Linked DNA regions of Mus musculus: all the other regions are linked to region 3. The links are chromatin contacts, called in public ChIA-PET, HiChIP or PLAC-seq and promoter capture Hi-C maps. All regions are on one chromosome and are shown on one strand. The core of a region is the stretch at or near the end of the contact, and the rest is flanking DNA. Distances in the headings are between cores, read along the strand shown. Region 1 has its middle 13 kb from the start of Gm41164. Region 2 has its middle 55 kb from the start of Amer2. Region 3 holds the start of Cdadc1 (cytidine and dCMP deaminase domain containing 1). Region 4 has its middle 32 kb from the start of Gm41164. Region 5 has its middle 24 kb from the start of Mir719. Region 6 holds the start of Amer2 (APC membrane recruitment 2).

Region 1 (3,634 bases), core at 830-3,329, 550 kb before region 3:
AAATGACTGACACCGTCCTTTGCCTTACAGAAGCTTTTAAGTTTCATGAGGTTCCATTTGTCAGTATTTGATCTTAAAGTCTGAGCCATTGGTGTTCTTTTCTGGAAGTTGTCTCCTGTACCAATAGGATGTGCCAGGGTTGGGGGATACCCCAGGGGTCCTCCACCCTCTCAGAGGAAAAGGGGGTGGGGTGGGGGAGGGACTGTGTGAGGGGCAGGGATGTAAAGTGAATTAAAAACATTATTATTTGTGTGTGTGTGTGTACTGCACATGTGTGCATTTGAGAAGTGTGTATGGGGTAGGCATGAGGTGGTCAGAGGGCAACATTGTGGAGTTGGTTTCTCTCCTCTTTATGTGGGTTCTAGTGGTGGAACTCAGGTTGTGTGTGGGTGTGTGTGTGTGTTTTATCACTGGGTGGCAAGCACCTTTACACTGAGTCTTGCTAGCATGGTGATAGGTTTTTAAGAAGATTTGAGTTAGATTCCCTTTTTTGAGATTTTAAAAATCAGGATTTTTAATGTATAATTTATGTTAGTGAAATCCATCCTTTTAGTCTGTTTTGGCTTGATAATTGCTGACACACATGTGCAGCTGTGTATATCAATATCTAACACTCCATATCCCCTGAGCTTGTCCCATGTTCTCCCGTCATAAGATCCCTTCTCATCAGTCACACATCTGATATCTGTTCTTTGGTTCGGCCTTTTCAAATTGTCATTCTAGTGACATAGGCAATCTTAATTTTTACTTTTTTTTCCCCGACAGAATCTCACTGTGTAGCTCCATCTGGAGCTTGATATGACTTCTGTGCTGGTCTTGAACTTGTGTCAATCCTTCTGCCTCTGCCTCCGGAGAGCTGGAACTATAGGCATGGATCAGCCCAGGCTTCTGTTGCCTGCTTGCTTTCAATTACCACACTGCTTCAGTGCCCATCCGTGTTGTAGTATGTGTTGATCTCCTTGTACTTCTGAGTCCTATTCTGTGCTGTACCATGAGGTTTCTTGGATGGAGGAGGAGGAGGAGGAGGAAGAGGAAGAAGAAGAGGGGGAGGAGGAAGGGGGGGAGGAGGTAGTGGTGGTGGTGGTGGTGGTGGTGGTGGTGGTGGTGGTGGTGGTGGTGATGGGGCAGTTTGCAGGAGACAAGGGAAAGTTCCTTCACTTTGTGAAGGTTCACTGACGTGAACCAATGATTGAGACAAGATAATACATGAGTTAGATATGAAATGAGCCCCCCAAAACTCATGTTGATAGCTTTGTCAGCAGTGCAGTATTGGGACATGATTGGATCATGTTTGCTCTGACTTCATTAAACCTCTAACTAATGAATGGATTTATAATATAAATAGTATGTTTTGGAGGTAGTGGGAGGTAGGAAGTGAGTTGTAGCTTGAAGAAGTATCCCTGAAAGTGTATCCCTGAAGGATGATTCATGCCCTTGAGGTGAGCCGCTATTCCCCACTATACCCATTGTCCGTGAAGTTTCTGCCTTGCCATGGATCTGAGAACTGGCACTTCTGAGCTAAAGCTACGCTTCCTTTAAGTTGCTCCCTCGGTCATTTTCTCACCACAGTGAAGTGTAACTTGCACAGCATGAAGTGAGGAAGGAAACACAGCTCGGGGTAGCACCCAACAGCAGGGCTCCCTGTAGGGTCCAGACTCCTGAGGAAGGACAGAGGCATCAACTGGTGAGAACTTGGGGCGTCTTGGAGGTGGGTGAGGGCAAGTCTTAGGAAGAACATGGACATCGGCTTCCTGCTTTAGGAGACACACTCCCTCAGGCTAACTCTGACAGCTGGTGGAGGAAAGCCATTCCACTGGGCTGTCTTGGGCCTCGGCTTTGTTTTTCTTGATGAATAACAATTGCATTCTTCCACTAGTAGCTTTCAGAAGGTGTCCCCACCACCTGTGGGGGAGGGGATGCAGAGACAAGCTGGAGGATGCCAGAGAGAAACTTTAAGATGCTCTTTAACTACCACACAGCTTTTCTGAGTCCTAACAGTGGTGTGAGGCAGAGTGGACTGTGTTGCTGAGACACGTTCTGACTGAGAGAACCACTGAGTTACAGAGGACAGCCCCGGGATGTTCAGCTCTGCCTCATCATGAGTAAATCCATTCCTTTCATTTCTCCCCACCCTAAGCTCTACTGAATCTGTCCATTCTTTGCTTATCTGTTTATCTGCTGGTTTATTCATTACCTATCCATTTTCCTAGGGCCTACTCATTTTATTTATTTACCTTTAGCCTGCTTTGCTGAAGGCCTCTATTGTGTCAGGCACTGGTCTATGATTAGGTCATAATCTCTGTCCCTGAGAAATTTTATTTATTTATTTATTTACTTACTTATTTATTTTTGCTTATTCACTTTATATCCTGACCACTACCTTCCTCAAGGCAACCCCCTCCCACAATCTCACTGTATTCTCTGAGGGGTGGGGGCCCCCTGGGTGTCCCACCACCCTGGCACTTCAAGTCTCTGTGAGGCTAGACTCTTCCTCTTTCACTGAGGCCAGAAGTCCACTAGAAGAGACAGCACTGTGTTGATAAGGAACAAAACCAGTGATCAGATATAGTAACAAGTGTTTTGTAACCTTCTTCCCTTTCCATGAGGTCCTTGAGGGACAGAGGTCTTGGTCTTCAATGTCATGCCTTGAATATCATTACTTGTTAACCCAGTAGTAACAGCAGCTGAAGTTGAAGCCCTTTAGATTCCTGCTCTCCCAGGGAAATAATCTGTTGAGGTTCTTGCCCTCACAGGATGCCATTCAGAGAGTATTCTGAAGAAATCCTTACCCCATGGGGACCCTTGCTCAGGCTACCTTAAGTGAGTTCCAGGGTCAGGGAAATGATAATGTGTGCCAGTTACAATGGCCTCATCAAGTATTTGTAGCTAAGAAAATGGTTTGAGTGATGTCAGTGGGCAGCCATCTATCATAATGTACAATTAATTACAAGTACATGGTTTAAAAATAGGAGTTTCCAAAGCACTTTCTCCAGATTGTCCCTGGGTTCACGCACTGATGCTGAGCCACTCGACGGGAAACACCATGCCAGGCCCCCACCTGGAGAGCAGAGATGCTCACTGATGCCCTTGCAGACTCAGCAGGGCTTGGGGCTGCAGTGAAAAATGCTGTACTTCACACATGTTCATCCCATCCTAGTGACCCTCGATGGTGGTGCCTGTTTCCTGGATGATCAAGATGGAGAACTTTTCTTTCTCTAAGATGCTTGTAGCATGTTTGAATTTATGGTCATTTTTTAAAAAAATCTTCTCAAAAGTATTTAGATTGAACTTGACACCTTTCATTGCCTTAAGGGAAGAATTGGAGAGTCCTTTCACTGTGTACTGGCAGTACTGTGTACTGTAATAGATGTTCAGTAGTCAGTTCTTGATCATTTAACTCTAGGCCTTGGAAGGGTCCAAGTTCCAGATACTGGCCATGAAATCTTGGGGAAACTATGAGCCTTCTTCAAAATCTGTCAACCAATCTATAAAATGGGAGCATGTTCTCAGGATCATTGAGAGACACTAGAGAACCTGCAAGTTGCCCAACTTTTGATAGTTTCCCCATAAATACGTTTTTTATTGTCTGGGGTGCTATTGATTAATTAATTAAGTGGTCAGTATAACTGACTTT
Region 2 (3,781 bases), core at 832-3,331, 830 kb before region 3:
AATATTCTGAACGTTGAAATGGGTGTGAGGGTCAAACATGCTGAATCAGCAGGGACAGACTGGAAGAGGCCAAGTAGCTGATTATTCCAACCTTTCTTGATAACTTGGAAAGTCATTTCAGTACCAGGGCTCTTGCTGGACCCTAACCCTGGCTTTAGTCACAGTTAGCTATAGGAGGATTGCAAACAGTGGCTTTTCCCCCACGGCTTCTCTCAGCATTCACAGGTAAGTAGTGTGACTTGTCGATGTGAAGTTTATATAAGGATCTGGATTCTCCAGGGGATTTTGTTTTGAGATAGAAAAATATGGTTTTAAAAAGATTAGCAAGGAGGATTTATGGACCTAACTAGGGCTGTGATCTGAGTCTATCATAGCTCGTGCTGCAGTGGTCCGCAACATAACAGCATTGTCAGGTGGCAGACTCTTTAGAAAGCTTTGGGATCAAAAGCAATCAACCCCTATATTAATCAGGGGGCCCTAAAAGAGCAGAACTGACAGGTACAGATTATATACAGCACATATCTAATATCTATATATATACATATATAGATATTAAATTCTCTATATTAAATTGATTGTGTTAAAATAATAACAACAGTTGTCCCACTCCTGACAACTAGTAGTCATCCAGTCCACATGGCTGGGCACCTCAGCAGTCCTAATCTGGTCCTTAGGACCTGAGAATGCTCAGAGATCCTTCCTCAGTAATGGAAGCCTGGACGTGCTGGTTCTGATGTCATCAAAGGGGGTAGCAGCAGCAGCCCCAACAACAGGGTAAGTCAATCAAGGGTCAGGAGGGAAGCCTTTGAGCAAAACCCTGCTAGATGCTCTTCCTTCTGGTATGCCTGTTTTTATCTGTGCTGCGATCGTAAAGTGTCACCTACATTTGGGGTGAGCCCCCGCCCCACATCAGTAAGGCAACCAGGACAGTTCTTCAGGTGAAGCTTCCTATTCGGGGGATCCTGATTTGTAGCAAATTGACATTGAAACCAACATCTAAGCCCCAGGCCCTTCCCTGGAGAGAGGATTTTTGTCCTCTCTAGAAACCGGATTAACCACCAGATCTTCAATGTATTAATATCGTGTATACTCCTGTGGGGGTAAGCGGGGGCAAGCATTCCACGTGCACATGGGGAGGTTGGTTCTCTCCCTCTATCTTATGTTGGTTCCAGAGATAGAACCCACAGCATCAGTCTTCCAAAGCAAACATTTTTTCTACCCACTGAATCATCCTTCAGGCCTCTGTAAGAGTGGATTATGTCAGTGGACAGATTTGAAAGCACTAATTTTTATTCTAGAATCAGGCAACATTTCATTTCAGAAAACGGAGAGACTGTCCCAACAGACTGAGGCAAATGGGTGGATATACAGACAGAGAGAGGCTGAAGAAAAGAGAAGCAAATGCCTTACACTTGCAGGGATGTGGGTAGCTTTCCCCACCACCACCCCCGAGACCTGTGTTCACTATTCTTTATAGCAGAGGACTGGCCTGGTTTCTGAGAGAGGGAGGCAGCTAGAGGACACATGACCTAACTACTAAGACACTGACAGAGGTGTGAAACTTGCAAGAACAACACAGAATGAAGACTGGTCGTTGACAGAAGCTCATGGGACTGGGCAAGTGGTGGTGAAGCAAAAGAGATACCGCTACCTTGTATTATGTGAGACCATGGCCAACACGCAAAGAATTGCTATAATGGCTGGCAGAACACCTTGGCCCTCAGCTAAGACAATAGCATACACAGAATAACATAGCAACTCTCTGGGGATGGCATTGAAGCTATTAATGCTCCCTCCTAGAGAAGGACTCTCACCAGATCCTGACCTGAGATGCCAGCCACTGCTTTGCTCTACCCTACATGATCTTGGAAGTGCTAGAGTAAATAGAAGTGGAAGGATGACTAGGGATAGGAACTCTAGGGCCAGGCTGCTCCCATGAGTCATCACTCTCCTAATTAGGTTTCTATTGCTATGATAAGGTTCCATGACCAAAAGCAACTTAGGGAGGAAAGGGTTTACCTCAAGTTACATTTCCACAGCCCAGTCCATCATCCAGGGAGGTTAGGACAGGAACTTGAGCAGGGCAGGGACCTGAAAGCAGAAGCTGATGCAAAGGCCACAAAGAAGCACTGCTTACTGGCTTGCTCCTCATGGCTTGCTCAGTCTGGTTTCGTATAACACCCAGGACCACTAGCCCAGGGATGACACCACCCACAGTGATCTGCGTCCTCTCACATTAATTATCAATCAATAAAATTCACCCACAGCTTACCCACAGGGCAATCCAATGAGGATATTTTCTTAACTGAACTTCCCTTTTCCCGGATGATTCTCGCTTATGTCAAGTTGACACAGAAGCCAGCCAGCACAGTAACCCATGCTGGGATGGGACTTTCTGGTGATTCAGCTACCTTTGAGTCACCCTTGCTCCTATAAGTGATTCCAGTAAAGTTATTAGCTCACCTGCTGGGCATGGGGGAAATGTGACTTTGGTTTATCATCAGTGCTCTGTCGGGAGTAAACATGTTTCTTTAAATCTCCCATAGGAAGAATCCTGCAACAACTCTTCTGGGGGCTGAGCTAGGACCTCCTGTAACAAGACAGTTCGGGAAGAGTAATCAGACATTTAAAACCATTGAGCCAAGAGATGGGCCAGAGGAATTAACACATCCCCAAAGCAGATTTCAGGCGGATTAAGCTTCAAGCTTAAATACCCTGTTTGTCCAGAGGAGAGGAAGAAGGGCATAAACAAAGGCCTGCCTGGCTGTTCAACGGGGCTAGCTTTGTTAGGCAGCTTGATGTGAGTGATTTCCATGTCAGCCAGTGTACTCAGTAACTGATTGTCCCGATGCAGGTGTGGAGATGGGGCCACTCTGACATATAGAGAATTTCCTCTAGCGATGTCACTCTCTTTCACAAGAGAGTTACAATTCTTCCCAAGTTGTAGAAGTTAAAGTTTCTATTCCTGTAATAAAACACTATGACCAAGGCAATTTAATAGAAACGAGGATTAGGGTTCCAGAGGGCTAGGAATCTGTCACTATCATGGCGGGGAAGCAAGGCAGGGACCACAGATTTGGTTGTTGGAGCAGCTGGTGTGAACTCGCGTCTCACAGAAAAGAGAATATAGAGAGAGCCAACTCAAAATAACAACTCAAGTTGTTAATCTCTCAAAACCCGCCTCCAGTGACATACTTCCTCCAGCTAGGCCACACCTCCTAAGCCTCCCCCAACAGGGCCACCAACTGGGGATGGAACATTGAAATGTTGAACACTATTTGAATGAATGTCGACATTTATTCAAACTGCCACAGCAGTGTCTGTCATTTCTGAAAGTAAACTTTTCTGGGTACTTGTCTCGCCTTGGTGGCATGTTTTAGGGTGCTGCATTCTACTCTCCTGAAGTTGTGTTTTTGAGTAGTGGGTCCTAGAGTGGAAACGGAGATCCACAGAACTCATACACTGAGGATGCTAACAAACACTGGCATCATGCTATGCTGTACAGGGACCAGGAGACAGGGGCTTGCTTGAGTCAGGAATCAGAGGCCAGATACTGTGGAACAACTTTTATGAGAGCAAATTAAAGGGGTGAAGGATGGAGATGTAAAAGAATGATGTGCTCCAGGCCTGAAGTAGAGAGGGAGGACCATGGAAAGACTGCATCGGGGAAGTCACTGGATGAGCCCCTCCAGGCAGAGAGGGGATGGAGGGAACACATATGGAGAAGCTAGAGATGAGGCTGGCCATAACCTGGGTGTGATGGCAAATCTTCACCGCCAGC
Region 3 (3,853 bases), core at 490-2,989:
TATCTATCTATCTATCTATCTATCATCTATCTATCTATCCATCTATCTATCTATCAAGATGGGCATGCTAGCATATGCCTTTAATTCTAAGACTCAGGAGTCTACGCTGTGTGTTCTAGGCCAGCCAGGACTTCACAGTGAGACCCTTTCTTAAAAAGACAAACACACACACACACACACACACACACACACACACACACACACAGAGAGAGAGAGAGAGAGAGAGAGAGAGAGAGAGAGAGAGAGAGAGAGAGAGAGAGAGAGAGAGAATGGAGCAGAGGAGGAGGAAGGTAGTAGCAACAGCAGTTCTCAAAATGTAGAGAACAACTGACCTTGCATATCCAGTCCTGAAGGTTGGATCTAGAACTCAACCCCTACACCTAACGTTCAGGATCATCTCAGAAAGGGGGGAGGGGGATGAAAAGACTGTAAGAGCCAGAGAGGATCAGGAAGCTGTCAGAACATTGTCTTCTAGTTGTTGCAGGAAAGCTCCACCTACAAAATTTCAACAACATGGCTGCCAAAACAAGACCCGAACAATGCCAACACCAGCTAACTTGCCAACATGGGTGAAATCTCCCAGGGGTCCCATATCTAGATGAAGGGTAAATAATAACAGAGGAGAAATTAGTCTTCCCCAAGAATAAGTCCCCTCAACTAGTTATCCAGTACCAAGTGATCAGTCCTAAAAGCATATACATACAAGCACATATATGTAGAGATATATGTGTGTATATATTATATACATATATAATACATGTATATAAACAATAGTGGTTAAAGAAAAACCATGAATTAATTTAAAAATGATCAGGGCCTCGGGGAGGGGGGAGATTTGTAATGATATTATATTTTAAATAAAAATAAAACTATTTTTACAATTTTTGTTCAAATATCCATCTCTGGAGTTAAGGGTTGTAGTGACCCACTCTGGATGTGGGTGTTGGGAACTGAACTCAGACCCACTGGAAGAGTAGGAAGTGTTCTTAACTGCTGGGCCATGTTTCTGACCTCTCCAGGCTTCATTTTACACTTTATATTTTTCACTGGGGGCTGAGGAGATGGTTCATTGTGTACATGCTTTAGATATAAGCTTGAGGAGTTCCTTCTGGATCCCTCAAACCCACATTAAAAAAAAAAAAAGGTCTGAGTAAAGCTGCACCAGCCTGTAGTCACAAGTGTGTAAAGTCTGAGACAGGAGGATGAAGCTCCAGTGTAGCCAACCAGTGAGCTCCAGATCCAAGCAGAGACCCATTCTCAAAACAAACATTTGGAGGGCCATATAGAGGAAGATACCCTCTGTACGGTAAGCGCGCACACGTACGCTCTATTTACAAATTCATTGGGACGGACAACTCAGATTTTTCAGGTTCCGCTGTCTACTTAACTCTTCGATCCTCCCAGTTCTCTTCTCATAGTTTGTGTGAGTTTGGATATGAAGCAGAACCAAATACCCTGGGATCCGCCCACATCTGACGGCTGGGTTCCGATGGCCCTGCTTCCCCCACCTCGCCCACTCCGGTTCTATGTTCGCCTCTCTCTGTTTAAGTCCTCCACCCTGGTCCCCTACTGTCCCGAACCAAGACAACTTCAAGCGTCCTTCTTTCTGCAAAAATCACTGAACACAGCCTGCTACACAGAGTAGCATAACTGATAGATAACCACCACCACCACCTCGGTGCGCCGGACTCTGACGTCACATTAAGCGCCGGAAGCGATGGGGGGGGCATACCGAGACGTCATCTTGCTGCGCAGAACAAGCGGTTGTTGACAGGCCGCAGAGGTGGCCGTAGGCGAGCTTCAAGGAACCTATCATGCCTGACCGGGCAAGCTGTCCTGGGCCGAGGCCTTTGGGCTGGGGATGAAAGAAACGGATCAGATGCAGAGTTTGGAGGGTTCCGGGGCCGAGAGGTCAGTCGGCACGCAGACGGGCAGCATGACGGGTGAGTGCGGTGGCCTTCTCTCCCGCCCTGCCCCTCTCCTGGCGCTCTGCACGCTTGCCCGAGTCTCCCTCCAGCTCCGCATCCTGCCTGTCCTGTGTCTCCGCACAGCCCAGCACCCTCCCTGCTCTATGTCTCCTTCCCGCCCTGCTAGCCTGCTACTCCCCCCCCCCCCCCCACACACACACATACTGCACCTCCCTGACACCCTGCCTGCCCTGTGACTCACAGCGACTCCTGTCTGCCCCGCCGTCCCTGGTCTCCTTGCCAGGCGCGCGTCCCGGACACTGTGCTGTCCAGGCTTCATAGGTCGCGTCCTGTCCTGCACTGGTGGGTGGTTGCACCTAGAGTCAGTATCCCGGAGCTGAAGAGCCTGAAATTGCGCTTTGGCAAATTCACCACCCGTGATACCTCCCTCAAGTTTTGCCTTATGGTTGAAGATCAATCATGTTCCAACCATTGCCCTTTTAGCAATGCCAGGTTCCAGAGGGGTAGGGGTGGGGACCTTGCTCCTCGGCTACATCAGAGAGGAGCCCTTATCCTATTGATTGATTGATTATTTCCAGAGCCTTTGTATCAGTTTTACTATTTTACCTGTGGGGTGAGCTGGAGAAAAAAAAAGCACCCAACTTTGGAAAGTGCCACCCGAGGTCACTGAAAGTGAGGTTGTGGCCACTCTTGCTAAGGAAGCTTTTATTCTCCTGCCTGCCAGACCATCTGCAGCTCACTCGTAGCTTTGAGCTTAGCTCCTCTGCCTTCACTAGTGAAATTCTGAAGTGCTTGCCTTCTCTTTTGTAGGTCAAATACCAAGGCTTTCTAAAGTGAACCTTTTCACCCTGCTCAGTCTCTGGATGGAGCTCTTCCCAGGAGTGGAAGCCCAAGGGCAAAAATCTCAGGTATACCTTATTTCCATAGAGAGTGTTTACCCTTGGAAAAGCAGTAGTCTAAGTCTGGTTTCATTGGCCAACTGTAGTCCTAACAGCCAAATGCAGCAAGAACCTAGGAATGGTGTCATGGCTTTTGTATGCTGTGCCTGTAACCACAGCGAACTAGCTCATATTTCCAGTCTGAAAAGTTATTTCTAGTGTGTGCCATGATTACCAGGTATTAAGGCTTTTCTTTTGGAGACATTTAGCGCCTTAAAAATGTGCATTGTAAAAGTCAGTTTGCTAGTAATACAAAATTTGGAAATCCTTTTAGCTTTATTGTCCATATTTTATCTCATCGTAATTCTGTTATATACATTTAACTTGAATCCCTTTTCAGTGCAAAAGTTTTTTTTCTCACCCTTGGTTTCTGGCATCCTCTCCTTCATCTGACAGATACCATGGAGGTTTTGTTTATTTAAGAGAAATAAGTTGGTTTTGTTTTAAATATTTTATTTGAAATCTTGTTTAGAAATCTGACCCATACCTGTTATCAGTTTAAGGCTTTAAAAATTAAAATCTAACTGGACATGGAAATAATTGCAAGAGGCATCAAAAGAAATCCTTGTTTTCTGAAAGCCGGCCAACTTGAAAAGAGGCTTGACCTAGAGACGCACAACTTTCATAACCTGACCCATCCCTGCTATTGTTCACCATGTTACAATCTTTCCAACTGTGCTTCATGCCCATATTTCCCAAGGCCATAGCCATGAAGTCACAATGCCAGGTAGGGGTCCATGAAGGCACCCTCCAAGTTATTCTAACAGTGTGTGCTAGCTTGAGAGCTTGGTTAGCAGTTTTAATGTTATCTGTATGGAAAGTATGTTTTAGCTACCAGAAAACCAAATTTACAAAATGCATAGATTACCATTATCACCTGTTTGTCATCTACTGTCAGGAAAGCATATGTGTATATTATTTTTATTAGTTTGGGTATCATGGCTGCTGCAGAGAAGCAAAACTAGTGGTAGCAATAGAGAAGAGCAG
Region 4 (3,796 bases), core at 1,134-3,633, 530 kb before region 3:
GAGGGATCTAAGTCAAATAGGTCAGATGAAATGTCCTTGAACGATTTCAAACTCTACAGATTAATGGAAGCACTCACTCCAGGCCTCCACTGAGAACTGCTCTCCTTGGGGTCAGGCTGCTGTGCCTCCTGTTGATCTTGCTTCACACTGTGTTAATGGATACAACGTCAAAGTTGGATTCAGGAGGTAGCTCAGGAGTAGAGCAGTCATCCAGCATGCATGAGGACCTGGATTCTGTCTCCAGCATAGAATCATCATCACGCTTATGAAGATAGTGTTAAGAGGGAGTGAGCACAAATACTGAAATGAGTTGGGCGCCTTTGACAGGATGGAGGACGAGGTGATGATAAATACCACTTCCTTGTCTGCAGATAAGAGCAAAATTGCTTGCCTTTGCTTATCCTCCGTTCATAGACAGTGAGACACCAAGATCCAATCCCCTGGAGAGTGTGATCTTAAAACTCATGGTTTTCTACTCAAGTTCACATTTCCCCTCCTTGGCTTTATGTATTTAAGTGTGCTAGAGCCCACCCCACCCCCGCCCCAAGGCTCTGTGATAAGACTGGGAAATACCCTCTGATGGAGAGGTTCTCTGTACAGTGAACCTCTGGTTGAGGGGTGGGCAAGTGCACCGGAACCAACGGTGGGACTGCAGGTGGGAGCTTTCATGTGCTCATGTTGGAAAGGCTCCCACATCCTGGCTAGGACACATGACTGTTCCAAATTTCATGCCCCCACTGTTATCAGTCATGCAGAGACTTTGGGCATTTGTCCCCAGGGACCTGCATTCTTGTTAACATCTCCTCAGAGCTCCGATCACTTCGCTCCAGATGTCTTGATTTTAAACATGGAGAAAAGTTTGATTGCCTAGTGTAGGGGAGCAAAGAGTCTCCTTGGCTCGCTCTTCACTAGGGTCACAGCTAAGGTCCCCCACCACAAAAGACAGACCAACAAGAGAGAAGCATACACCTGTCCAGGACACAGGAGCCTTCAGAAATAAAGATGGATAAACTCGTGTGTTTTACATTTGGACGAGATGAGTGTGGTCATGGAGAAGTGTGGCTGACAGGAAAGGATGCTGAGATGAGTTTGCTGATGGTAATGGATTTGCTGAATTAGCCAGGGCTGTCTGCTTAGATTCCTTGGGAGTTTCTTTTCTTCTGGCTGGCGAAAGGGCGTCTCTCTCACGAGGGTCTTCCTGCTAGGAGGGAAAGGGGCAGGAGAGGTCAGAATGACCTTCCTTGCTTCTCTGGTTTCTCAAGGTTAGGATGCTGCATTTGGGAGTAGCACAGCGTGAACCCTGTCTGCTAGCTTAGATGCTGTCTTGAGGACCATGAAGCATCCTCTGTATATGCAGTGCACAGTGTTCCTACCTTCGCATTATCATTGTGGGAGGCACTGCGTAACAACAGCTGAAGTGCTTTATCCTGGCTGTTGATTTTAGCCCTGCTTTATCTCTGCTCCATGAGAGAGCAGTGGGGTTGAGGACCTGAAGGCAGACTTCCTCTACAGTCTAGGTTTTCTGCTCTACCTGCTGTGGGAGCTCAGAGTTGACAATGTTTCCTTACAGGGCCTTTAAAAGTAGAAACAAAATATGTTATACTTGGCACCTACTAAGTCAGCTGCATGTGTGGCCTTATGTCTCGTGTGCTGCTCAGTTTTCCAGGGTCCTTTGGCTGTGTGTGTTCTGTCACAGAGGGAAGGAACAGGAGGTAAAGCAGGGAGCAGATCACAAACCAGGAGCCAGAGGTTGCAGTAATGCTCAGTGTACCTCCCTCATCACTCAGGCTGTGTGCTGGGTGACAAAAGTGCTGGGATTTTAACAGATAGAGGGCTGGCGAGATGGCTCAGTCCGGAAATGTGTCTGCTGTCAAGCCTGAAGCCCCAGTAATCCTCTAACCTCTACATGTGCCATAGCACAAGCATGTGTATATGTGCACACACACACACACACACACACACACACACACACACACACTTAAAATGAAAAACTTTAAAATCTGTCATGTCACAGACAAGCAGATGGCAGTGCTTGAGAGCCAGCAGCAGCCAGGGGCTTAGTTAGCCATCAACTATAAGGTACTTAGTTCAAACCTCTCTTATTTAGGAAGCATGTTGGATTAGAACTAGAAGATGGGATGGTAGGAAATGGAGCATGGAGCGAGCTGTAATCTGGCAGGAACATCCTGGGATAAGGTGCCAGGGACACGTGCCCTGCATAGGTCCTGGAACTCTGCATTTTCTAACAATCAATAAAGATGATCTTGAATGGAGCAAGGAACTGAGACAGACTGCATAATTCTAGAAGGCATGTGCACTTACGTCATGTTAGCTGGTCTTTGTGGTTCACCGCATCCTAGGCTCAACTGAAGGTTTCTAGATAAACACAGTCACATGCGTATCCTGGAAGATACAGTTTGGGGCATCATTTTGAAATCTGAGTGGGGGACTGTATAGAGTTCACTTTTGAGTTTATTCCTTTCCACATGTCAAAATCATTTGAAGAGCCGAGCAGTGGTGGCGCATGCCTTTAATCCCAGCACTTGGGAGGCAGGGGCAGGTGGATTTCTGAGTTTGAGGCCAGCCTAGTCTACAGAGTGAGTTCCAGGACAGCCAGGGCTACAAAGAGAAACACTGTCTTGGGAAAAAAATCATTTGAAGAAAAAGAGCTTTGATATAGGCAAGCAGGTCGTACAGCTGGACCACATGTGATCAGAAACAGTGAGCTGAGCAAACCCAGAGGGCCTGTGGCTGGGACAGGGGCTGAATAAGGGGTTTCTGTCTCCCTGGATATTGTGTTGAATAGTATTTCTATATCAATGTCACATCTCCAGGATTGTCACATAGCAAAAGGGATGTGCTTGTAGATGAGATCTTACAAACATAAAATTTGGGGTAATAACTAAAGTGGGTCTAATGTTTAATCTATAAAGAGTTATGTTGTAATAAACACAGTCCCATGAAGCCTCAGGAAGTACTTGGGGAAGGCACTGTGGTGGGAGTGGGTGCCAGGGCAGGTGTAACTCCACAACGACCTGAAAGTGCCACCTTCTCTCAGGAAGCTGGGGATCGAAAGGACACGTGTAACTTAGGATTTAAAATGGCACAGCTACAAAAATTCTGTACGTATCCTCTACAAAAGCATATCCATGGGGATAACTACTGGTTTTGATTATGTTTTTCTTCCATTTACAAACTTTAGATTCAATTTCCTGGACTTATGATCTTACCATGAAGTGTAGTATATGCTGGATTGACAAAGAACTCCCCCTTCCCCTGTGTACACATATGTGTATTCGCATGTGCATATAGAGGCTAAAGTTTAATACTTAGGGGCTGCGCCCTTGCTCTTTGAGACAGGCTTACAATTCACCAAGTAGACTTTGCCTCCTGCCTCCACCTCTTCAGCACTGGGATTCCAATCATGGGCCACCTTGCCCAACATTTTAGTCCAGGGAAGCTGGGGATTTTGCACATGGATGCAGGCCCTCATGGGTATGCTACAAGCAATGTTACTGGCTAAGAATCTTTAGAATTCCCCCATTCTTCTAAAAATAAATTAACTATGTGGCAACTTAAAAATTACACAAGCAATACTACACCTTACATGCATGGAACTGGAAACAGCAGAGCAAACAAACAAATAATCACTGGAGGCTGAACAAGTAACTCAGCGGCAGGGAACTTGCCTTGCATGCACAAGACACTGGCTTCCATCTCAGCACAGCAGAAGCCAAACAAGTGAGCAAGCGAAGAGCCTGCAGTGACTCTGAGGGCTGCCGTAGGATGCTCTGGG
Region 5 (4,062 bases), core at 139-2,638, 610 kb before region 3:
ATCTTGAACTACAAGAATGCAACGGAAAGAGTGAACTGGAAATGGTGCGAGTATTTAAATTCTTAAAGCCCACCTCTGGCAATGTACTTTCTTCAACAAGGCCATGCCTCTTATACCTTCTCAAACTGTGCCACCAACTGGGAACCAGGTATTCAAATATAGGAGACTATGGGGGACATCTCCTTCAAACAACATCTACCATGCTGTTTTTTCTATTGTTTGGTCATACACTTACCTCCCATGTTAGACTGTAATCTCTGGGGTCTTGTTATTTATTTGGATTTGGGTTTATATCATCAATACTTATAGCAAGGGATTCAATTCTAGGAATATTTCTTAATTGGTAGTTGATGCAGTGGGAAGAGTTAGTACTGCAGTCTCCTGCTGAGCCCCTTCTACACAGATGTTCAACTGTGTGGCTAGGGTTGGATATTATTACTGCCACTGAGCAGTGTTGCTTTTAGGCCAATTAATGAGCATACTTGTACCTCCTCAGTAAAAAAGGAGGCAGTGCTCGCCTTATATAGTGAACATTTGGGTAAGTTAGCACAAGTAAGATATGTAACTGTATGCTGTGTGCAAGACCAGAATGCAATAAAGAATAGCTTATTACTATCACAGCAGTCTAAACTATTTCTCTCTTTCTCTCAGGCCAAAAGTCACATGTTTTAACTGGATTTCGCAAACCTAGTGTTATGGAAACTAATGAACTGGGAAGAAAAATCCAGTTCTGAGCAGTCACTGAAATCAACATGTATCTGCTTTACAAGGAACACCTGACCCTCATTTTGTGAGCCGTTATTTAAGAAGAGTAATATGAGGCTTAGACTGAGTTTGGTCAAGATGTTTAGAATTCAAGAGGGAAAAACTTGGCCACAATGTTGTAGAATAAACGAATAGATCGTGTGCTAGATCCTGGGATTGGGAAGTTGGGAAAAATCACAGATGAAGGAGGCACCATTGATACAAAATAAAATGGGCCAACTAGGGTAAACTGCTATTTATCATTTTAATGGTGCCACTGTTGAAATCGTGTTGAGATAAGATTCACCCTTGTCTGATTGAAGTTCACAATTCAGTAGTTTTTTATTGTATTTAGTGGTCACTCAAATTCCATCTCCATTGACCTTCAGCCCCCATTTCTTACCACCATGGCTCTAACTCCTTTGGCTATATGTTCTGTACTTCTCTGTGTTTTCCTGTTCTGAATATTTCATACAGACGTGACTGGATCCTTTTAACTGGCCAGTGATTTCAAGGATATTCGATATCACTCTGTCATCCCTTTCCTCGATAAATAAATCTGACTGTGTGGCTCGGTCACATTAGCCTTCAGTCAGCAAACATGTTGGTTCCTCTTTCAGGAGTTTCTGTGTGAACACATGATTTTGGTTGTCTTGGAGTTTGTACTAAAGTGTAGAAATTCTGGGTGTTGTGGTAACTACCTTTATTTAGTATCTTAGGGAACTGTCAGACTTTCCAAAGTGGCTGCACATTCTCCATTCTCACCAGCCCTGGATTTGTGCTCCATTTTCTCCCTATAGTCATCTGAGAGGGTTTGAAGTAGAAGCTCACTGTGTCTTTAGAAAGATTGTGTGTGTGTGCGTGCGCGCATGTGCGCGTGAGCACATATATGTGCATATATGATCTCAGGTGCTCATGAAGGACAGAAGAGGGTGCCAGATCCCCTGGAGCTGGAGTTACAGGTGTTTGCGAGTCTCTCCACAAGAATGTTGGGAGCTGAAGGAACTCAAGTTCTCTGGAAGAAGAGTATGTGCTCTTAACCACTGAACCATCTCGATGGCCCTCCCTGTGGCTTTGATTTGCACACCCATGTGATTAGTCACTTTGACTATCCTCCATGTGTTTATGTACAGCAGTCACTCACTAAGCAGTGCACTCTTAGGAACCCACCTTTCTCATGTACCTTCTATCAGCTGACAGATGTTTGTTGACCACCTACTTTTTGCCAGACTTGGTTTAAGTGTCGGAACATGCATCAAGCAGACGTTCCTTGTGGGAGGAACATGCATTTTAGTTTGGGTACAAATGGACGGAATGAGTTAAAGACATAGAATGTCACATGATCCTCTTCCATGAATAATGAACTTCAGTGGCCTCTAGGTCGTAAATCCTTTCTCAGCTTTCTGTTGACTTTGCTCAGATTCATCAAAGGAATCATTGTGTATGGCAGTCTTTGTCTTGGGAGAGGTATTTCTTAAAATGATTTGAAATCAAGATCATTTCTTAAGCCATGGCCCACAGAATGGATGTAGTGATATCAAGCATGAGAAACCATACTAATTTCATTGTCTATCGCCATTTGAGCTCTTGGGTATCCAGGTGTGCTGACAGCCAGTTCTGAAAGGTGTCTTTCTCAGGGCAGGAGTTCTTAACCATGGGCTTGCAATAGTCACTAAACCCTAAATGGTTGTTACCATTTGGGCTTTGTTTTCGATTTATAGGGTACAGGCAGGTAGATTTTGCTTCCTTTCTGACTGCTGTAGGATGTCAGAATGGTAAACAATCCTGGCTTTGATGTAAAAGTCAGAGTCCCAGTAGCCTCAAACAAGAGGGTCTGCCTGTGTTTCACAGCTTTGGAGCTAAGTGCTGCCCTTTTCTCTAGCCATGAAAGTCTTAGATGGCATCCTCTTCCTACAGAAGGGTGCTCTGTCAACAGTGAAAGCCTGTTGTGTGAGTGTGGCTCATTCTTCTCACCTAGATCTGGACAACTTAACACAGCTTCCACCCCAGCACTAGCTGCTTGTATTGGTTGCTTCTTATTGCCATGACAAAATGTTCAAAAGAAACAACTCTAGGAAGGAAGATGCTATGTGACCCACAGCTTCAGAGGGTCTAGTTCGTAGTCACGTGGCCTCATAGACTTGGGCAAAACATGCCAGTGGGAGTCCACAATGGAGGAGAACTGCTCACTTGAGGCTGGTAGGGACAAGACAAAGCAGCTGGGGATACTGTATCACAGGACCACCCACCCCCACCCCACCCCTGCAGTGAACCTTTCCTCCAACTAACTAGGCATTCCACCTTAAGTTTCTACAGTTACAAAATTAGCACTGCCAGCTATTGTCCATGCATTAAAATAATGAGCTCATAGGTGCATTTCCTATTCGACCCACCTTTCCTCACCTTGGACTGATTTCAGGGAGACAGCTTTTCTCCTTAGCTCTCACAACATAACCTCAGTCAGATTCACACTTGCCTTCTGCAGCTTATCATATACGTCTACCTCTATTTACTATTTAAAAATAAATTAAAAAATAATCCTAACATGTATTTATTCAGAAGGGGTGACGTGTGTGCCACAATATGCATATGCATAAGAAGACAACCACATATTTCTGAGTTCGAGGCCAGCCTGGTCTACAGAGTGAGTTCCAGGACAGCTAGGACTACACAGAGAAACCCTGTCTTGGGAAAAAAAAAAAGGAAGAAGAAGAAGAAGAAGAAGAAGAAGAAGAAGAAGAGGAAGAGGAAGAGGAAGAGGAAGAGGAAGAGGAAGAAGGAGGAGGAGGAGGAAGAAGAAGAAGAGGAAGAGGAAGAGGAAGAAGGAGGAGGAGGAGGAGGAGGAGGAGGAAGAAGAAGAAGAAGAAGAAGAAGAAGAAGAAGAAGAAGAAGAAGAAGAAGAAGAAGAAGAAGAAGAAGAAGAAGAAGACCACATGTGGCACAAGTGGGAGTCTGCTCTGACATCTACCGCGTGAGCTCCAGGGATTGAACTTGGGTCCGCAGGCTTGGCAACAAGTTCCTATACCCAAGAAACCATCTTGCTAGCCATCTCTGCCTTTATCTAATTGAAAACTGGATCTTTGCTCTGGATGAAGCTTTGGCTTAAAGGAATTTAGTGGTTGTTTTGATCTTCTATCAAGACTGTTCCAACATCCCTATCATGCGAGTGCTCACTGGCATATGCCTTTACATCTGAATTCATAGCTTGGCTGTTTCTTTCCAGAGGTCAACCTTTAGGTTGCTCTTGGCTTTTGACATGCCTCTCTCACTAAGCCTAACCATATCTAGCTGTTGACCTATAAAGTCAGTCACATGGGA
Region 6 (3,989 bases), core at 1,086-3,585, 780 kb before region 3:
TGATGGTGCCTGGAGACACCGGCTTTAGCCGGGACAAGCAGGGTGGGTCCTCTGTGGCAGGAAGGGTGGCTGGGCTTGCTTCAGGTTCAACGTAGAGATCGCAGAGAGCATCGCCACTGTCGCTATCCCTGGGGATGACCACCTTCTTGCTGCTGCTGCTGTTGCTGATGCTCTCTTCTTCTGGGCCAGGGGTGGTGGAGTCCCAGTAGCCCTCATCGCTGTTAGGAACACCTTCTTGATGCTCCTTCTCCGGATGTTTGGGCTCCTCCTTCTGCTGGGACTCAATGGGAATTCTGTGGAGCCTCCTGCGCTTGACCGAGGACATGTCCTTGGCTGCTTCCCCACACCGGGTATCACTGGAGGTCTCAGGGGCCAACTTGATGTCGGAAGCAGTGGCTGCCTTCGCTGCGCCTTCTTGAGTTCCTTGTCCTTGGTCCTCAGTCTGGGACAACATGTCCCAGAATTCCGGGAGATAGGTGTCGTCCACCTGATCCGGGCTGGCCATCTCCTCCCCTCCTCCTTGGTAGGCCACCACGCTGGCGTTCTTTTTAGAGAGAACTGGCTTGCCTGGCCCGGGGACATGCTTGTCACAGCTGGGGCCTGCCTCTTCTTCTGGGTCTGCAATAATATCTCCACAGCCTGTAAGAGAGTCAAAGCTTTTCAGTGAAGTCACGTCAGAAAACATCAAACAAATACGATCTGCCGACGGGTCTGAGGGTGGATCAACAGAGGAAGGGTCAGGGACAGCAGACGCCCGGCCGCTGCCACCTTCGGAGTCGACAAGGGGGACGGTCTTTATCGGAACGTCACCTGTCTTGGACGCATCCTCGGCCGCCTGGACCTCACCGGCTCCCGACTCGAGGGCTGCCCCGGGCTTCTCCTCGCGCCGATGCCCCTCGGCGTCCTCTCCCCGGGAGCTTTGATCGCCAGAGCCGGTGGGGCTCCCGGCCTCGAGGCAGATCCGCTCCGGGGCGCTCTCGGCGGACGCGGGCGCCTGCTCTCCCCCTGCGGGCTCACCTGCTGCGTGTCGCGAGGCGTCCTGGCCCGGGCTGTCCGGGCGGCGCGCGGCTCGGGGCGGCTCCTCCTTGACGCACTCCAGGCTGGCGGTGAGCGAACCGGGCAGAACCAGGTTGCCCGGGCCCGCCGCGCGCACCGCCTTCTCCTCCTCCTCCTTGCCGCGCTTGTCCCTCCGGTGCCAGCGCATGCTGCTGAAGATCCCTTTCAGCCCCCTCTTTTGTTTGCCGCCAGCCTTGCTCGCCTCGGCATGGTCTCCCTTGCCGGTCTCCGATCGCCCGTTCTTTTTCAGCAGGGAGAAGAAGCTGTGGGACTTGGCCACCGAGCTGCTGGCCAGGGAGCCCAGGCCAGGCCCGGAGGGTTTGGGGGGTCCGGGGATCGGCCGGGCCCCGCTGTGATCGCTCCCGCCAGGCGGCTCCTCCTTCTTGCTGCCCTCCAGCACCAACACCTCGGCTAGTCCGTCGTGGGTCCTGCTTCTCACCATTCCCGTCGGCCCCGAGCTCTTCCCATCCCCTTTGTTTTTGACCCCAAAAATGCTGGGCATGGTGCCCCCCGATTTCCTTTTCTTGAATAACTTGAACGCAGCCTTATTGATCTTCCCCGACGGCGGCTCTGCGGCGGGCGTCTCCGCGGCGCACTCACAATGCGAGTCCATGTCTGCAGCGAGGGCCCCGGCCTGCTCCTGCCTCCCGCAGACCCCCGCGCGCGCGCCGCCGCCGCGCTCGCTGACAGCCGCGCCGCCGCCGCGGCTCCTGCCCGTCTCCATGGAAACCGAGTGGGATCAGCCGCTGTCGTCAGCCGTAGGCTCGCGCCAGGCCACTGTCACCCGCGTTCTAAATCAACCTGAGCGGCTCTCGCTGCTGCGCTGTGGCTACTGCAACTGCGGCGGCTGAAGCGCACAAACCGGACTATCTCCCCTCCTGCCAAGGGCTTATATAATATCCTGGGTGCCACATAGGTTTTTGTGTAGCAAGAGCCTTCATCGCAGCCTCGAGGCGAAAGAAAAAAATGAAATTCATAATTATGGGCTTTGGATCCCAGTGCGTTGATTCTCACCACCTCAGGTTCTTCTTCCTCTAGCCCAGCTTTTCCTAGGATCGCAGCTTCAAAAATTAACACATGCGTCCCCCATGTCCACAAAGAACAATGCCTTTTCCTTTATCATCTGTTTTGGACTTCATGCAGCCTCCTATCTTTCTCCGGTCCTTCACATAGGTCTTAGCGTGTGGGTACTAAGCCCAAGAGGCACCATGCCAATCTGTTCACGCCTGCGTCTGGTCCAGTGCCGAATGTAGTCCTCTTCAGGTTGATGCTGTATTCTGATCATGTGGCTCTGATTTCCTGTTACAGAAGCAACAGCCGTCAGTCAAATACCAATTAGCAGCTCTCAGCAACGAAAGTGCAACAGTCCCCTAGGGTTCGCTGGTCCTTTGGGAGACCACAAAGCTTTTATCCCCCACCCCAGTGACATGGGGCTTAAGTCACAGAAGCCACCAATTGGTCACAATAGACTGAGCACACTGAGAACTTAGGTTGGAGAATTCTGATCCCTCTGCAGGTGGGTCTTAGAGGCCTGGGCTCAGTCTTCCTCTTTCATTCAGGGGTATGGTAAGTATACCTCTCTCTGTTGTGCCCAGCCTACCCCTGTCTAAGAACACCCAAGGACCCCACTCGCTGTCTTTCCCAATAGGACAGGGGGGAAAACCAGACAGGGGTCAGAGGTCGTCCCTGTGGTTGCTTCTGACCCCACTGGTCTAGAGGCAAAGGGAACTGGGTTCCAGAGAACAACCTGTGTGGGTAAGGTTTCTGTGTTCTGACTTTGAAGACAACTGCTAACATTGTAGCTTTTCCTAACCAAGGGCTTGCCAGCAAAATAGGGAAGGATTTGGAAAAGATTCATGTTTTATAATCCTTAATAACCCTATTTTAAAAATATTGATTATATATAGTGATTATTTGATTGTATATACTATTTACATACAAACACCAGTCTTTCCTGCTTCTCTTGAATTTATTTTCCACAAGTTACTTATATTTTGCAGATTCAGAGTTACTTATATACTGTACTTATACTGAACTGCAGATTCAGTTGTTGGCCAAGGCAGCCTCCAGGGTTCACAGTTAGACCATGGAGTTGAGCAGTCATGTTGCTCTTTCTCATCTCAATGAAAAAACGGCTCTAAACTGAGACTGGAATCAAAGGACCTTTCTGTTTTCAGAGTTCAAACCCCACCAGCTCTTTCCACCTACTAACAGGACTCTTTATGGACAGAATATACAACAACAGACTTTTAAAAAAAAATGAGTTTTCTTTTCAAAATATTTACTTCTTTTGTATGTGTGTATTGTGTGTTATGTGTCTGGGCACACACGTACCACAGCAGAGGACAACCTGTGGAAGTTTTCATCTTCTACCTTGTGGGTCCTAAGGATCAGTTATCAAACTTGGGGGCAAGAATCCTCACCTACTGAGCCCTCTCACTGGCCCACTTCCTGAAGCTCTAATTGATCATGTGACATGATGGAACAGAGTCCCGTTTGCCCTGCAAAAGATTAGACATGAAGAACTATAAAGAGAAAGTCACTTGTTATTTCTTTGAAAGCTTTTGGAGGACAATTGGAAGTCTGTCTCAGTTCTTTACACACACACACACACACACACACACACACATCAACACACCATGCTGGCTAGAAAGTGTGTTACTATATATGTAACCATGCCAGTCTGAAATTGCTTTAGACCACAATTGGGAGGAACAGTCTAGAAAAACCACAAGTCTCGAAGTCTAAGAGCTGGAGTAGGTGGCCTGCTTAACCAGTAGAGCACTGCCATCTACCAAGATAGGCCAAAAGTAATTCATCTACATAAGAATTCTTGAATCCCCAGAGAGAAAACTGATCAAGGAACATGGGATTGCTACCATTCCTTTGGGACATAGATACTCAAAGAGAAAGACAAAGCAGCTTTCAGTGTA

Evidence for each region. Promoter capture Hi-C pulls out the DNA fragments that hold promoters and counts their contacts. ChIA-PET counts read pairs in DNA pulled down with a chosen protein or histone mark. HiChIP or PLAC-seq counts read pairs in DNA pulled down with a chosen protein or histone mark.
Region 1: an H3K27ac HiChIP or PLAC-seq map of extraembryonic endoderm stem cells shows a contact between it and region 3, with 8 times the contacts expected there. The contact joins the enhancer-like site here to the promoter of Cdadc1 in region 3. A contact is called at or near these places in 4 of 39 promoter capture datasets (the 3T3-L1 cell line, cranial neural crest, embryonic stem cells and 1 more), 1 of 15 datasets of contacts at CTCF or cohesin (large pre-B cells), 4 of 484 Hi-C or Micro-C datasets (CD4 T cells, CD8 T cells and Th17 cells), 4 of 115 datasets of contacts at active chromatin or transcription factors (DN3 thymocytes, extraembryonic endoderm stem cells, stem cell-derived neural progenitor cells and 1 more) and 1 of 9 other capture datasets (embryonic stem cells).
Region 2: a contact with region 3 is called in a FOXA1 HiChIP or PLAC-seq map of pancreatic cancer cells. The contact joins the enhancer-like site here to the promoter of Cdadc1 in region 3. A contact is called at or near these places in 2 of 39 promoter capture datasets (embryonic stem cells and stem cell-derived epiblast-like cells), 1 of 484 Hi-C or Micro-C datasets (embryonic stem cells) and 2 of 115 datasets of contacts at active chromatin or transcription factors (pancreatic cancer cells and stem cell-derived neural progenitor cells).
Region 4: a contact with region 3 is called in an RNA polymerase II ChIA-PET map of memory CD8 T cells, with 48 read pairs. The contact joins the enhancer-like site here to the promoter of Cdadc1 in region 3. A contact is called at or near these places in 8 of 39 promoter capture datasets (the 3T3-L1 cell line, the HPC-7 cell line, cranial neural crest and 4 more), 4 of 484 Hi-C or Micro-C datasets (CD4 T cells, CD8 T cells and Th17 cells), 6 of 115 datasets of contacts at active chromatin or transcription factors (the 230-238 cell line, DN3 thymocytes, T-cell acute lymphoblastic leukemia and 3 more) and 1 of 9 other capture datasets (embryonic stem cells).
Region 5: an H3K4me3 HiChIP or PLAC-seq map of bone marrow-derived macrophages shows a contact between it and region 3, with 3 times the contacts expected there. The contact joins the enhancer-like site here to the promoter of Cdadc1 in region 3. A contact is called at or near these places in 13 of 39 promoter capture datasets (the 3T3-L1 cell line, the HPC-7 cell line, cranial neural crest and 7 more), 6 of 484 Hi-C or Micro-C datasets (the G1E-ER4 cell line, the N1E-115 cell line, cerebellum and 2 more), 6 of 115 datasets of contacts at active chromatin or transcription factors (the 230-238 cell line, bone marrow-derived macrophages, embryonic forebrain and 2 more) and 1 of 9 other capture datasets (embryonic stem cells).
Region 6: a promoter capture Hi-C map of neutrophils shows a contact between it and region 3, with 4 times the contacts expected there. The contact joins the promoter of Amer2 here to the promoter of Cdadc1 in region 3. A contact is called at or near these places in 8 of 39 promoter capture datasets (the 3T3-L1 cell line, cranial neural crest, embryonic stem cells and 5 more) and 2 of 115 datasets of contacts at active chromatin or transcription factors (astrocytes and embryonic forebrain).

Annotation. Positions count from the first base shown.
Region 1 is chr14:60,147,291-60,150,924 of GRCm38.p6, reverse strand. It overlaps the pseudogene Gm6913. Among named protein-coding and RNA genes, the nearest start is that of Gm41164, 13 kb to the left of the region's middle. Within about 2 kb of position 2,079, at least 8 of the 459 cell types and tissues checked have an H3K27ac peak or open chromatin away from gene starts, as enhancers often do. A contact at or near this core is called in extraembryonic endoderm stem cells, where this site is marked.
Region 2 is chr14:60,430,626-60,434,406 of GRCm38.p6, reverse strand. No RefSeq gene overlaps it. Among named protein-coding and RNA genes, the nearest start is that of Amer2, 55 kb to the right of the region's middle. Within about 2 kb of position 2,081, at least 32 of the 459 cell types and tissues checked have an H3K27ac peak or open chromatin away from gene starts, as enhancers often do. A contact at or near this core is called in pancreatic cancer cells, where this site is marked.
Region 3 is chr14:59,595,845-59,599,697 of GRCm38.p6, reverse strand. It overlaps Cdadc1 (cytidine and dCMP deaminase domain containing 1), which reads left to right and starts at 1,739. Exons shown (of 10, transcript NM_027986.3): 1 at 1,739-1,943; 2 at 2,739-2,836. The coding sequence starts at 1,862.
Region 4 is chr14:60,128,273-60,132,068 of GRCm38.p6, reverse strand. No RefSeq gene overlaps it. Among named protein-coding and RNA genes, the nearest start is that of Gm41164, 32 kb to the left of the region's middle. Within about 2 kb of position 2,383, at least 61 of the 459 cell types and tissues checked have an H3K27ac peak or open chromatin away from gene starts, as enhancers often do. A contact at or near this core is called in CD8 T cells, DN3 thymocytes, the HPC-7 cell line and 3 more, where this site is marked.
Region 5 is chr14:60,202,542-60,206,603 of GRCm38.p6, reverse strand. It overlaps a transcript of Nupl1 not described here. Among named protein-coding and RNA genes, the nearest start is that of Mir719, 24 kb to the left of the region's middle. Within about 2 kb of position 1,388, at least 9 of the 459 cell types and tissues checked have an H3K27ac peak or open chromatin away from gene starts, as enhancers often do. A contact at or near this core is called in bone marrow-derived macrophages, where this site is marked.
Region 6 is chr14:60,376,038-60,380,026 of GRCm38.p6, reverse strand. It overlaps Amer2 (APC membrane recruitment 2), which reads right to left and starts at 2,335. Exons shown (of 1, transcript NM_028113.4): 1 at 1-2,335. The coding sequence starts at 1,780.